Regions from separate parts of the Gossypium arboreum genome. Here region 1 is linked to region 2. The links are chromatin contacts, called in public Hi-C maps. All regions are on one chromosome and are shown on one strand. Each heading gives the region's core, a stretch centred on a gene start, on an enhancer-like site or on the middle of the called end of the contact. The rest is flanking DNA. Distances are from core to core; before and after follow the strand shown. Region 1 holds the start of LOC108485411 (GATA transcription factor 21-like). Region 2 has its middle 5.3 kb from the start of LOC128294208.

Evidence for each region. Hi-C and Micro-C count contacts between places; a contact is called where the count stands out from the background.
Region 1: a Hi-C map of leaf shows a contact between it and region 2, with 1.6 times the contacts expected there. The contact joins the promoter of LOC108485411 here to the enhancer-like site in region 2. A contact is called at or near these places in 3 of 5 Hi-C or Micro-C datasets (all in leaf).

The regions. Positions count from the first base shown.
Region 1 is chr6:124,564,667-124,570,783 of ASM2569848v2, reverse strand. LOC108485411 (GATA transcription factor 21-like) reads right to left here and starts at 3,590. Exons shown (of 3, transcript XM_017789244.2): 1 at 3,121-3,590; 2 at 2,669-3,031; 3 at 1,963-2,549. The coding sequence starts at 3,306. The coding sequence ends at 2,202.
Region 2 is chr6:124,515,036-124,521,581 of ASM2569848v2, reverse strand. No RefSeq gene overlaps it. Among protein-coding and RNA genes, the nearest start is that of LOC128294208, 5.3 kb to the right of the region's middle. Within about 2 kb of position 3,186, at least 1 of the 2 cell types and tissues checked has an H3K27ac peak or open chromatin away from gene starts, as enhancers often do. A contact at or near this core is called in leaf, where this site is marked.

The DNA of each region.
Region 1 (6,117 bases), core at 2,341-4,840, 49 kb before region 2:
AGTTCTTCAACGAGGAAAAAGAACCTAAAACCTAAGAAAAAGAAATTGGAGAAAGGATGTCCAGGAAAGGAAGAAACAAGATCTCAGACTTAAGAGTTAAAATTAAAGGAATCAAAGAGCAAGAAGGAAAAATAAAATAAAAAAGGATTTACTATCAAGCAGGAAAAAAAAAGCGTACAAACGACACTAGATAAATTTTTACAGGCTATATATTAAAATAAAAGTAAATACTTACTCATGTGCATTTTATACATTTAAGTAATTCTAAAAGGTAAAAAAAAATTATACTAGAAAATAATAAAATTTTGAGCTTCTCTAAAATTTTAAATTCATGTTCGTCTAGCTTACTTTGAGCTTCCATAATGTGTATTTTGTACCAAAATGAAGGTCAGATGTAACACTTCAACTTATAAAGGTGAGTTTGGATGGGCGGTGCGTTTATCTACGATTAGTGTAAAAACAGCAGTGGCGGTGAAATTAGATACTATAGCGATACTGTAACGTGAGACAAAAAGTAAGCTAAACGAATCGCACCGCACCGCCACCGCTGTTTTTATACTAACCGCAGGTAAACGCACCGCCCATCCAAACTCACCCTAAGTCTAAGATGCAAACTATGAAGGCTGGAGATGCAATATTTGAAGGCCACAAGTTGGCCGGTTGAATATGATTTAACCAAAATTTTGAGTTCGATGCATTTGGATTTGTTTTGGCTGAAGGCACTGGTACCACATTAAAGTTCACATTTCCTAATAAAAATTTGACCCATGAATCGACTAATTCCAGCACTGGACGGTGAAGCTTCAACAGTGGCTGTTCACCATAATAAAACCCAAAAGCAAAAGCAAAATCAGAAATTATAAATCTATCCAACAAAATCAAGCGAAATTTATTTCAGACTATATCTTAAAAATGGAGTACTTGGACGTGCTGGGAAGTCACCTGTAAGGGATACAAGTTTGGGGTTTTCTCTACCATGCTTGAAATAAAATAGCTGAGCAAAAAAATGAAGGAAATAAAATAACAAAACCATAATTCTTACCTTTTTAGGGGATGGAAAAACCCAAATCTATCTTCAGAATTTCTGCTTCCCTCGTTCCTTTCTCTTCTTTTTATCTATTTTTTCTGAAATAATTTTTTTTGACTATATGGGATATTTTTACACTTAAACCTTAATATATAATTTATTCACATCATACTAATCATACATTTATCTATGTTACACATTTCATGCAACTTAAGCATGCATATATACATACTGCATGTTACATAATTAAACATTTAAACCTAAAATCCATTAATAAAAAGCAAACAAACCCTATATTAAATATAAAATATAATTCATAAGTGCAATCCAAATGGCTAGAGTGTCTTTTTAAAAAAAAAAAGAGCTAGCATCATGGATTCAACATGAGGTCAAACAAAACTGTAGTTTCATAGTCACTAAATTTACTAATACCAGCGACCAGCTGTATCCACCAGATAATGGCAGATCTCAGTCTCCAATATCCGGTACAAATCCAGTTGTTTTTGTTATTTTAATTATTTAATATGGCATGATGAAGACAATGTCTAAGACAAAACACCTACTGTCTTCTGAGAGACTTCTAGATCGTCCAACATGACCATAGAAAACCCCCAAAGCTGCTAACTCTAGCTTGGCTACCCTTTGATTCATCACCATTATCCATGAATAAAGTTCCTCTGCAAAACCCCATTATCAGACCTTTACTGTTTTCTTCCTAAATTGCTATTCATATCATTCTATTTGTATACAATAACAATGAAAAAAACTGTATAACTGGAAAATGGTTCTTCGCGTGACCCTACAAGTTGACTCTTTCATGGCCAAAATCTAATAATTATTTATTAAGTACTCTTGACGGTTTATTGATTTTTGAACTCTAATCCTTAAAAGTTGTATGATAAATAATAATGAAACCAACGAGAGGGAGAGAGATGTGGAAATAAAAGCCTTGAAATGTAATTTATTATGAAGTTCACAACATAATATATATATATAATTTAATATAAAAGATTCAAGCTCCAAACATTGCTGTTTTTTGTTTCCCTCACACCAATTTCATATCTTAATTTCCTTGAAACTCAGACATACAAACTCAGTTACTATAACATTATTATTAAAGCTAATTAAGAATAAAACCAACAACATAAAAGCTAGGCTAGCGACTTTGAGAAATTCAACCATGAACAAGTCCATATGATAAGGCCATCAGTAGGATCGCGGCTTCTTTCTCATCCTGAGGGAAAACTCCATGAAAAGCCGAGCTCTTGCTCAATATTATCCTCAAGTCCTCAAAACAAAGCTTGTTTCTACCTTGGGATTGGGAACTGAGTTTGCACTTTTTGTTCTTTAACGTTGCAACACAACCATTACTTGATCTCTTGGCCTTGTTTTGAACCTTATTCTTCATGCTTGTCGTTGTCTCAGTTGCAACAATAGTTCCATTGGACGCTGTTGCCGCTGCCGCTGCAGCCATTGCTCGTCTCGCTTTTCTTTGTCGAATTCCGCAGGCGTTGCAAAGAGACTGCAGTGCGACCAAAAGGTGAAAAACAGAAAAAAAAAAAAAAGTCAATTAATTATCTCAAAAGTTATGTAGCAATTGTATAGGGTATTGATTAGAAACGAGTGGAAATTCAACTATACCTTGGGACCTCTAGGGCCACTCCTCCAAAGAGGAGTCTTAGTTGTGTTGCAATCAGCACAAACCCTACTTGGATTGTTGTTGATATCATTATTGTAGGAAGAGTTGCAGCTGTTATCTGGAGATGGTGAGGGCTGATTCTGAAGCTTCTGGTCTTCGATTTTCGGCGAAGAGCTTTTCGATAAATCGGTGTGATGGGAACTCATCATCTTCCTCAAAATCCTCAGCTTTGAAGGCATCCACTTAGTAGAACTGTCCTCATGGTGATGATCACTTTCGACCCTTTCTTCTTTTTTCCATAATGATAACTTGAGTCCGCAGTCACTGTTCTCCAATGCCCCATCTTTTGAAACATATATCTTAGCCTAAACAAAATGATCATATCATAACCCTAAGTGATCATCACATTAAATTTTAATAAAATAAAAGAGTGAAGTGGTAATTATAATATCACCTGATCTTGAAACTCCTGGGGTTCCCTTTGACAAGAACCTGCTCCTAGGTGATGAACAGTTGAGGAAGAAGAAGAGGAAGAAGGTTGAGATTTAAAGGTAAAAAGGTGGTGGTGTTGGTGTTGATCATCTTCGTTAAGGTCAAAAGGAAAAGGATAAAGGGATGAATAGCAATTACTAGAAGACATTAGGGAGAGAGATCAGGTGATGAACAGCAATGATATGTTGTTGGTGTTGTCCAGTAAAGGTGGAGGATCGAAAAAAAAAAAGGCAAAGAAAAAAAGGAGGGGTATTATGCTATTGAAGGGTAAACCACTTTAGAGAGAGAGGGAGAGCAAAGAAATAACAGGTTCACGTGATTTGATATATATGAGAGACCAGAACCAACATGTTTAAAAAAGACAAAAAGGAAATAAAAGGAGAAGTATGGAATGCTAGGCTACTGCTCCATCCTATTCAGAAATATTTAAAGGAATAATAATAAATTTAAAAAAACCCTATCTGCAGGAATTTTTTACTCACCTTTTGATGTCATTTCGAAAGAACAGAAAAGATAGACTTCTTTCAATATTTCATGATAGCCACACAAATTATTCATATAATATTTCATTAATTTAAACATATAAAACAAAAATTGATCCCAATTGTGATCTTCTCACAGATTGTGACCTTCATGTTAGTTAGTACTATATACAATATATATAATTTATTGACCCAAAAATCTGATCATCTTCACACAAATTCTAATCTTAATTTCTAGTATTATAATAACACAATATAATTTAATTTCTCTATGAATCTTTATTAAACTGTAAATTAGCATTATGGTGAACCATAGGATTAAATTGGTTAAACCTTTTCTTTTCTAGTATATACCTAGAATTTGCTAGTAAGATGACAGATATGGTGACGCATGATACAGTCAGAGAATACAAAGAGCATTATATCTTCAGATATATATAGTTCTATATGAGGGAATATTTTATATAAGGAAAATTGGAGCATGCGGTGCATACATAAATATGAGTACTAGAAGAGAAGGGCTACAGTTTTCATGAGAAAGACATATATGTATACATGTGATATATCTCCATTCTTCACTACCTTAGTCTTGCCAAAAAACATTCAATGCATTGTTCAGGCAAGAGACAAATGCAGCACCCCACAACTTTGCCAATTGCCATAATCATGAATCTTAGAATTAATACATGTTCTTTCACCACTGACGATATCATGCTCCTTATATAATTTCATTTTTACATATAACTATACATACACATTTCCCTTTCACCTAGGAAACGTTTAGATATATATTAGAAGGCAGGCAGCTGGCCATATATCATTTGTATATCATTTGTTAAAATTGAGAAAAAGAAAACAAAATATTTAGGCTAGTTAAGCAACCAAGATAGTTCTATCTTTGAAATATTTAGAGTTGTTGAGATATATTTGAGGAAGTGCCCACTTCTTTTATTACTGCAACAATTAGCAATTTGTCATATTAGAAGATTGATAATTTATTGAACCATATCTTTAAGTTGAGCTAAGATTGTGGATTATATTTAGCTCATCAATGAAGATCATATTACTTGGAGGAAACCTATTTGAAGAATTAGATCGGATCAAGTCTATTTAATCCATTGCATTGAGGAAGTTGGATTGGATCAAACTACATCTATGTTACCTTTATTATTATTATTATTATTATTATTATTATTATTATTATTATTATTATTAAGCTATTTTAGCTACATTTTAGAAAGGACTGTGATTGATCTACATTATGTTAGCAGGTCTCGAAAACACTATATGATTAAGAGACATGTATAGGTTGATGTACTTTTATTGAAAGCGCTTAATCTACTCAAGTGAGGAACATTATCTTGTAAGAGTGGATTTGATTGTAAAACCTATGTGTTGTGGTTTTACAAGTTAAGTTCTCAGAGGGAGAATTTAGTAGTGAAAGTTCTAATCTTCAAAGGTACAACAGTAAGGAAATTTTCACTAAGGTGTGATAAGTTTAAAACAACTGGTTATAAGTGTCTGAAGATAGTGAATACTTCTCATTGAGCTAGGCTTTACAGATGTAGAAAAATGTAATTGAGTAAACAAACTTTGTTGTCCCCTATTTACTTTGTATTTTCGCAGTGCTTGCAAAATGCCAACTTCTCCTGTTACGTTTATTAATACTAAACTTGTTGCTTAGCAACTGTTTTAGGTCAACATTTTATATAATTGTTAAGGCCAATTTTTGAAGGTTGGTCTGAAATGATGGTTGGTGAAATCTATAAAAAGGAAAAAAAAAGGTTAGAAAGGTGTTGGAGTTTTATCTTTGATGCACCCTTCAATCCTTAAGTCAATTTGATTCTGTAAACCCCATCTTGTGAAAAGCATCCCATTGTAGGATATCCACTATTCAAACTTCGAATAGAAGGAATTCTAATCTCGCTTCTTTCTCGGAGATTGTTAATCTTTTGTGTCCTTACTATCATTTTTGTAACTAATTCTGTCCATTTCCCCATTTAGATGATATGGTTTATCCTTATTCTGGATTTTATCCACTTGTTCAATTTTTATTTTAGCTAATTTGATTTCTTCTACTTCAATGTACCACATGGCCTTCTTGTTGGAAGATTGGGTTTGGAAAATGCAGCGGAAAATAGGTTTAAAGGAAAAATTAGAGTTTTAATTTTTTTCCAAAGTAAGAACTTGGTTTTGTTATCTGAAGTAATAAACATTTAATCAAAATTCGTACCTTTTTTATTCATCTAGGATGAATGCTTTGACCAAGTGGTCTTCTTCGCTAACCTCAAGCTCACGTCTATTAAATGTGGACTCGCTTCGAATCAAAAACTTTTTTTCAAAAAATTACCAATGAAGCAATTTTACAATTTCTCTAAACTTTTGGGGTCAAGTTGTAAATAACAAAAAAATCTCTAGAAATTTTCTGGAATAGTTTTTTCAGAGATTTTTCTCTCTACAACTCTTCTTGAATTCAA
Region 2 (6,546 bases), core at 1,937-4,436:
ACTTGGTCCCTTTTTAGGTGTTTTCATGGAAAACCACTTGACAAAAGATGTTTATCATACATCAAACTTTCATATTCCTCCATTAAACACCAAAATACAAACATTTCAAACATGGGTTAGTTTTTGAACATGAACCCTAGCTTAAAATAAGGGTAGAAATGGCTAGAACATGCTTCAAGGATCTCAAAAATATAAAGAACATGAAAAACAAGGCTATTGAGCACTTACAATCAAGCTTGAAATGTTGAAAACCCTAGCTATGGATCCCCTTGAATTTTCGACACACCATGAATAAGATGGACAACATTTTTTCTTAATTTTTCCCTTTTTATTCTTTAATTAACCAAATGACCAAAATGCTCTTAAAGCCTTTCTTTAAAATTTTACCCATGCATGTCTATTTTTGTCCAAATTTTTAAAACCTGGTCAAATTACTATTTGAGGACCTCTAATTTATAATCTAACTCAATTTCATGCAAATAGCTTCTAGAACTCAAGTTTTGCATATTTTGCAATTTGGTCCTAATGTCAAATTGAGCATATTAGGCATAGAATTTCTCCATGAAATTTTTAATCAAGCATAAATTCTTATTCTAGACCTCATAATAATCATGAAATAATTATTTCTATTTCGGATATGTGGTATCGAAACCACTATTTTGACTAGGTCCTAGATCAGGATGTTACAGAATCTGTCTGTTGACTACAAAGTCACGAAATCAGCGCAATCTTTATATGTCGAAGAATTTTGGAAAGCCTTAAGTGATTGTAACTAATGTGTTTGAGTTTCATTAATGCAACGGACTCAGATGTGGACAATCAAGAAAACAGAATGTCCTCACACATGCATGGTCACTCATATGTCGCAAGACCATTGAAAATTAGATGCAAAAACCATATGCAACTGCATCATTTCATTGGTGAAAGATATGCCCACCATCATTGTATCAAGCCTTATTGCAGAAATGCAAGCTCGATTCAAATACAGGGTTTCCTACAAGAAGGCATGGTGGGTGAAACAAATGGTGATGCATCAGTTGTATGGTGACTGGGATGCATCATACAATGAACTTTAGGGGTGGGTAGCTGCAATGCAAGAGTATGTGCCAAGAACGGTGATTGATTTGCAAACACTGTCGTATAGAGGCTCGGACTACGAGATAGAACTGAGGAAACAAGTTTTCCACCGATTGTTTTGGACGTTCGAGCCATGTGTTAGGGTCTTCCTTCACTGTAAATCGTTGGTGTAGGTGGACGGAACCTGGCTCCACAGTAAATACACACAAATACTTCTAATTGTGGTTGCACATGATAGCAACCAAAATGTACCTCCTAACGCTTTCGCCATCGTGGAGGGTGAGACCTTTGAGTCGTGAGAATTTTTCTTGAGAAATCCGCGGAGGCATGTTGTCAGACAAGACAACATTTGCCTCATCTCAGACAAATCAAAAGGACTACTTGTTGCGATAAGGCATTCAAAGGTTCCTTAGAGGTCCGTTTATTACATCTGACACATCACGGCAAACTTCCACAAAAATTATAAGAATAAAGAATGGCGCAGAGAAATCGTGAACATGGGTAAAAAATACTGTTCCAAAATTGATTTGTTCATATTTTATTTTTAGGATCTGTTTGTATTTTTTTTTTCAAGATTTATCAGTTTTTAATTTTTAATTTTTTTCTAAATTTATAACTTTGTAATTTTTTAAAATATTGGTTCGAAATTGCATACGCGGGCTATGAGTTAGAACCGCTCAGGTTTAGGCAAAGGTTCGTAAGGCTTGAAGCTTAGATGACATCGTTACCCCAAAAATGACGACCAACCTCGTAGAGGTGATTAACTTAGTCTTGAGGCGTACACGTCATCTGCCAATTTTCTACTATTTTTTAGGCAACATTCTATAGGTTGACCACATTGATGCCAATGATAGAGCTAAGACAAGAAAAGCAGATAGAGGCTGGGCACATGTACGTTGAGGCCGTTCGAAAGGCCATGGCAGTAAACGCTCGAAGGGTGCAGACGATGAACATAGAACTGTATTCACGTGACTTTGAGACTTTTTGGGTTCAAGAGTACATCGACTGTCGCTTGGGTCTTCCACCCAGGTCGTACGCAATTGACCTGCGAAACAGGAGTTGCAAGTGCAGGAAGTTCCAATTTTTTTTAAATCTAGTACAAAGGTGTAGGCCATCAGTGTCCCAGCACTCAAAAAAAATTAATTTTAAAAGGGGTGCCAGCCATTAGTGTGCCAGCACCCCAAATTTTGTTTTTAAATATTAGTATAAACGTATACCAGTATGGTACGAGGTGAAAAAGGTGAAAAAAATATACAATGGCGATGGTCAACTAGTCCCCAAAACCCAAAAAATTATTTTTTTAGCACTTGACATAATCTTCAGGCAATGATTGTGTTTGAAAAAATACTAATGCCGGTCATTTAGTTTCCCTACTTAATTTTAATATCTATTTCAGACCATTTAGGTGATTATTTTTTAACCAAGATCATTTACATAAATAATTAAAAATTTTGGGTGATTTGGGGTAAAATAGCGGATTATATACATAAAGAAAAAGCTGAGGGAAGAAAGGAACAACACAAAAGAAAAAGCTCGATGTTAAAAGCAACATATGAGACAGTGGGATTATTAGTTTGGTCGCTTAGATAGACAAAATTTTAACTGTTATTTAATTCTAACGAATTTGGGTCCTCTCTCCATGTTTTTACCACCTTCCCGTTCAAAAATCTATCTAAGCATACCACATCATCACATGAACACACAATGGTTTCTCTCTCTAAAATAAAAAACGAAAAACTGTAGTCTGTATAGTAAAAGCATTTATTACCAATAAAAAAAACATACACACTCTCTCCTCGTGTTTCAGATCTGAAGTGTATCACCATAAGTCAGAAGTATTATCTTTTGGTTGGATTCGAAAGAGATACATAGGATTATTCTAAAAATTCTTCCATTTCCTTATATTTGCCGGTACCAGATTACCAGTTCTACCGCCCGTGAAGAACTCTGTTCATTAATGTTCCTTTGATATGTTATAACTAGACTAGGCGTGTTTGAGTGTTTTGTCAATCAGATGTTGTCGGATGTTGGAATTTACCTGATACTGTCACAACCATGTGTCTGTCTTACATTTTCCTTTTATCTATTTATTTATCCTATGTACTGAATTGATGGTGGGAGAGTAATCTCAGTCCTTAGAAAAGGGCATTCGAGGTCGTACTATGGTCTTTTCGGTACTACTCCTGTTCTGATTTCAACACAATATATACATATATTTTGGAGAAAAATAATTGCGTGTAGGTTTGACTAAGACAAGATTGGACAGCACAACGGCAAGAGTATTTTAATAATTGCTAATGTTAAACCACTTAATTAAAATCTAAACCATAATATTGGTGATTAAATTGAGAGAGAAAATTATATATTAAAAGGGGGTATAATATATACGATGAAGAAGCAGGCTACGTAGGCAGGTTGTTAATCACTCGTATAGCAAATGGTTTCAAGAGTTAAAAAGAAAGAGGTGGGAGAGACATGGATGGGGACGTTAAAATTGATGGTGAAATGGGTGTCAGTAATGGGAAGGGTATGTCCAAGCATGGGTTGATTTCAACGAGCTGCTACGGCCCCATCCATCCGTCGCCCCTTTCACCACTCTTTCATTTTACCCCCCAATGCCCATAGCTCCGATCCTCTTCCCTACATAACTTATGGTCGCTGCAAATTTTTCATCACCCAAACCCTAATGTGTGCGTATATATATATCCTCGTCATGTACTTATCTCATATTTTTATATCTATACAAGTTTTAACATATTGATATTTTATACTATATAGATTTTGAGATTTTTTTAATTCCAGATTTTGTTATATTTTATATTAGTGCACTTTGTAAATTTCATAAATAGAGTTAAAAAGAGTATGGTTAAAAAAAAGAAAAATAATAAGATTTTCTAAGTCTTTGTACTCTTTAAACATTTGAAAATTAGTCCATCTATTTTTATTTCTAAAAATTTAGTTCCTAAACTTTTTAGATTTAAAATTTAAGTTCAATTATTAACCTTGTTAAATTCACTAGTGTAACATTTTATAATTAAAAAAACTCGGTGGACATGTGATAATCACTCTAAATTTAATAAAAGAATTTTAACGACGTTAATAATTAAACATGTTAGCCCTCAATTGTTACATATTTATTCAATTTGACTCTTACTCTTTTATTGGAAATAAATTAGAAATTTTGTAAACTGATAAAGCTAAAGGTTCAAAAAGCCTTGATAGGAAATTTTAAAAAAATTGAATTAAGACCTTCTAGCATTTTAAAATTATTAAAAGAGATTATAAATTATAATTTTTATTAGAAAATAACAATAATGTCCCATTAAAATATAATGGTTATAAGGTTTTAAAAAATTGACCCTACTCTTTTATTAGGTTGATATTGTAATTTTTAATAAGAAAAATTTATAACTTTTGTTTATAATTTTTATGATTTTTAATAACTTCTATTCTTTAAAAGATTTAATTGATTTTTAATTTGCTATTAAGGTCTTTTTGACCTTTTTAGCCTTATGAGTTTAAAAATTTCTAATTTACTTCCAATAAAAGAGAGTAGGGTCAAATTTATGTAAAGGTTGAGGGCTAAATTTATTATTATACCTTATATATAAACAGCAAAACAAACATTTAACGGTGCTATTTTAATGGAGGGGTTGTTTTGCTCACTCATCTAATGTATAGGGATTAATTTATCTATTTTTTCAATAGATAAACTAAATTGCAATCTAGAGTATAGTCCAGGGAGTTTTATGGTACTTTTATCTTATAAAAATAAAAATAAAAACTACTGATAATAAGAAAAAAAAAAAAAAAAGGGACCATTTCTCTGCTGTTAATAAGGGGAAAAAAAGGACCATTTTACTTTTGTACGAGAGAAAACGTGTACAAGAGCATTGGTTTTCTTACATTCTCATCCGATATCCAGTTATATATAAAAAATGACAACATGATAAGGATTTTTCTTTTAACATTATTAAATTAAACAGAAATACATTTATAATTTTACTAGAAACTATTTTTGGAAGAAAAAACTGCATTAACCAAGGTTATCCACAGTTTCAACAATACAATCACAAAATAATCGGTAGCTAAATTCACAATTTTACTCTTTAAATATACTCATTCTCTCTTTTGGTATCTATTTTTTTCCAATTTAATACCTAAAGTATTAATCACTTCCCAATTTAATACTTAAAGTATCTCTCACTTATATTTTTTAATTTATTTTTGACAAATATTAAAAATATTATAATCAATCGCAAAATCCAACATGACATCTTATGTAAAATAGTTTATTTTATTAAATATCTATACACATTAAAAATTGAAAAATAAAAATAAATATATAAAAAATCATAAATATATATAATCTAGAAAAAGAATATAAACTATAAAAGTTTATAAAATAAAATTTAAAAAATACGATAATTAAAAATAAATTAGTTAAATTATTAATATTATTACAAAATGTAAAAAAAGTTGTAAAAATTATAAAAAATTTGTAATTTTTTTGAAGTTTAAAATATTTTTTATAAAATTCTAAAACATATAATTCTAAAATTCTAAAAATTTATTTAATTTTGATTTTTTTCAATTGCTTGAAATTTAAATACCTTTTTTAATTTTTGTAACATTTTTCAATTTTTATATATTATTTTGATTTTTAAAATTTAAAATTATATAATTTATAATTTATAATTTTATAAAAATTATTTAAAACGTTTTTATATTATATATGTTTTTTTGTACATTTTAATAAATATAATATATATAATATTCTAAAAAAATGATACGTGGTGTATTTTAATAGTACCACGTGACCGGTCAACGCTCGATCAATGCTGGTCAACACCCGGTCAACAATCGGTTAAAGTCAAATGTGTTTTGATTGATTGGCCACATGGCACTATTAGAATACACTACGTGTCTTTTTATTTTTTCAAATATTATATATATTATATTGACTAAAATTGTAAAAATTTTAAAAATATTTTTATAAAATTATAAAATATATAATTTTAAATTTTAAATTTTAAAAAGTAAAAATAATATATAAAATTTAAAAATTAAAAATGTTTACAATTTATTTTCAACTAATTTATTTTCAGTTATAGTTTTTTTGTAAATTTTATTTCTATAAATTTTATTTTTCTAGATTTTATATATATTTGATTTTTATATATTTATTTATATATTATAATTTTTTAATGTGTATATATATTTAGTAAAAGAAAATATTTATTTTTTACATAAAGGCTTTATAATTGAATATAATATTATTCAATGTCTATAAAAATGAACTAAAAATTATAATGAAGCTTTATAATTGAATATAATATTATTCAATGTCTATAAAAATGAACTAAAATTTATAATGAAGACATACTTTATGTACTAAATTGAGAAAAAATTAAATACTAAAGTAAAAAATTGAATATATTTAAAGGAAAATTTAGAAATTAAATCAAT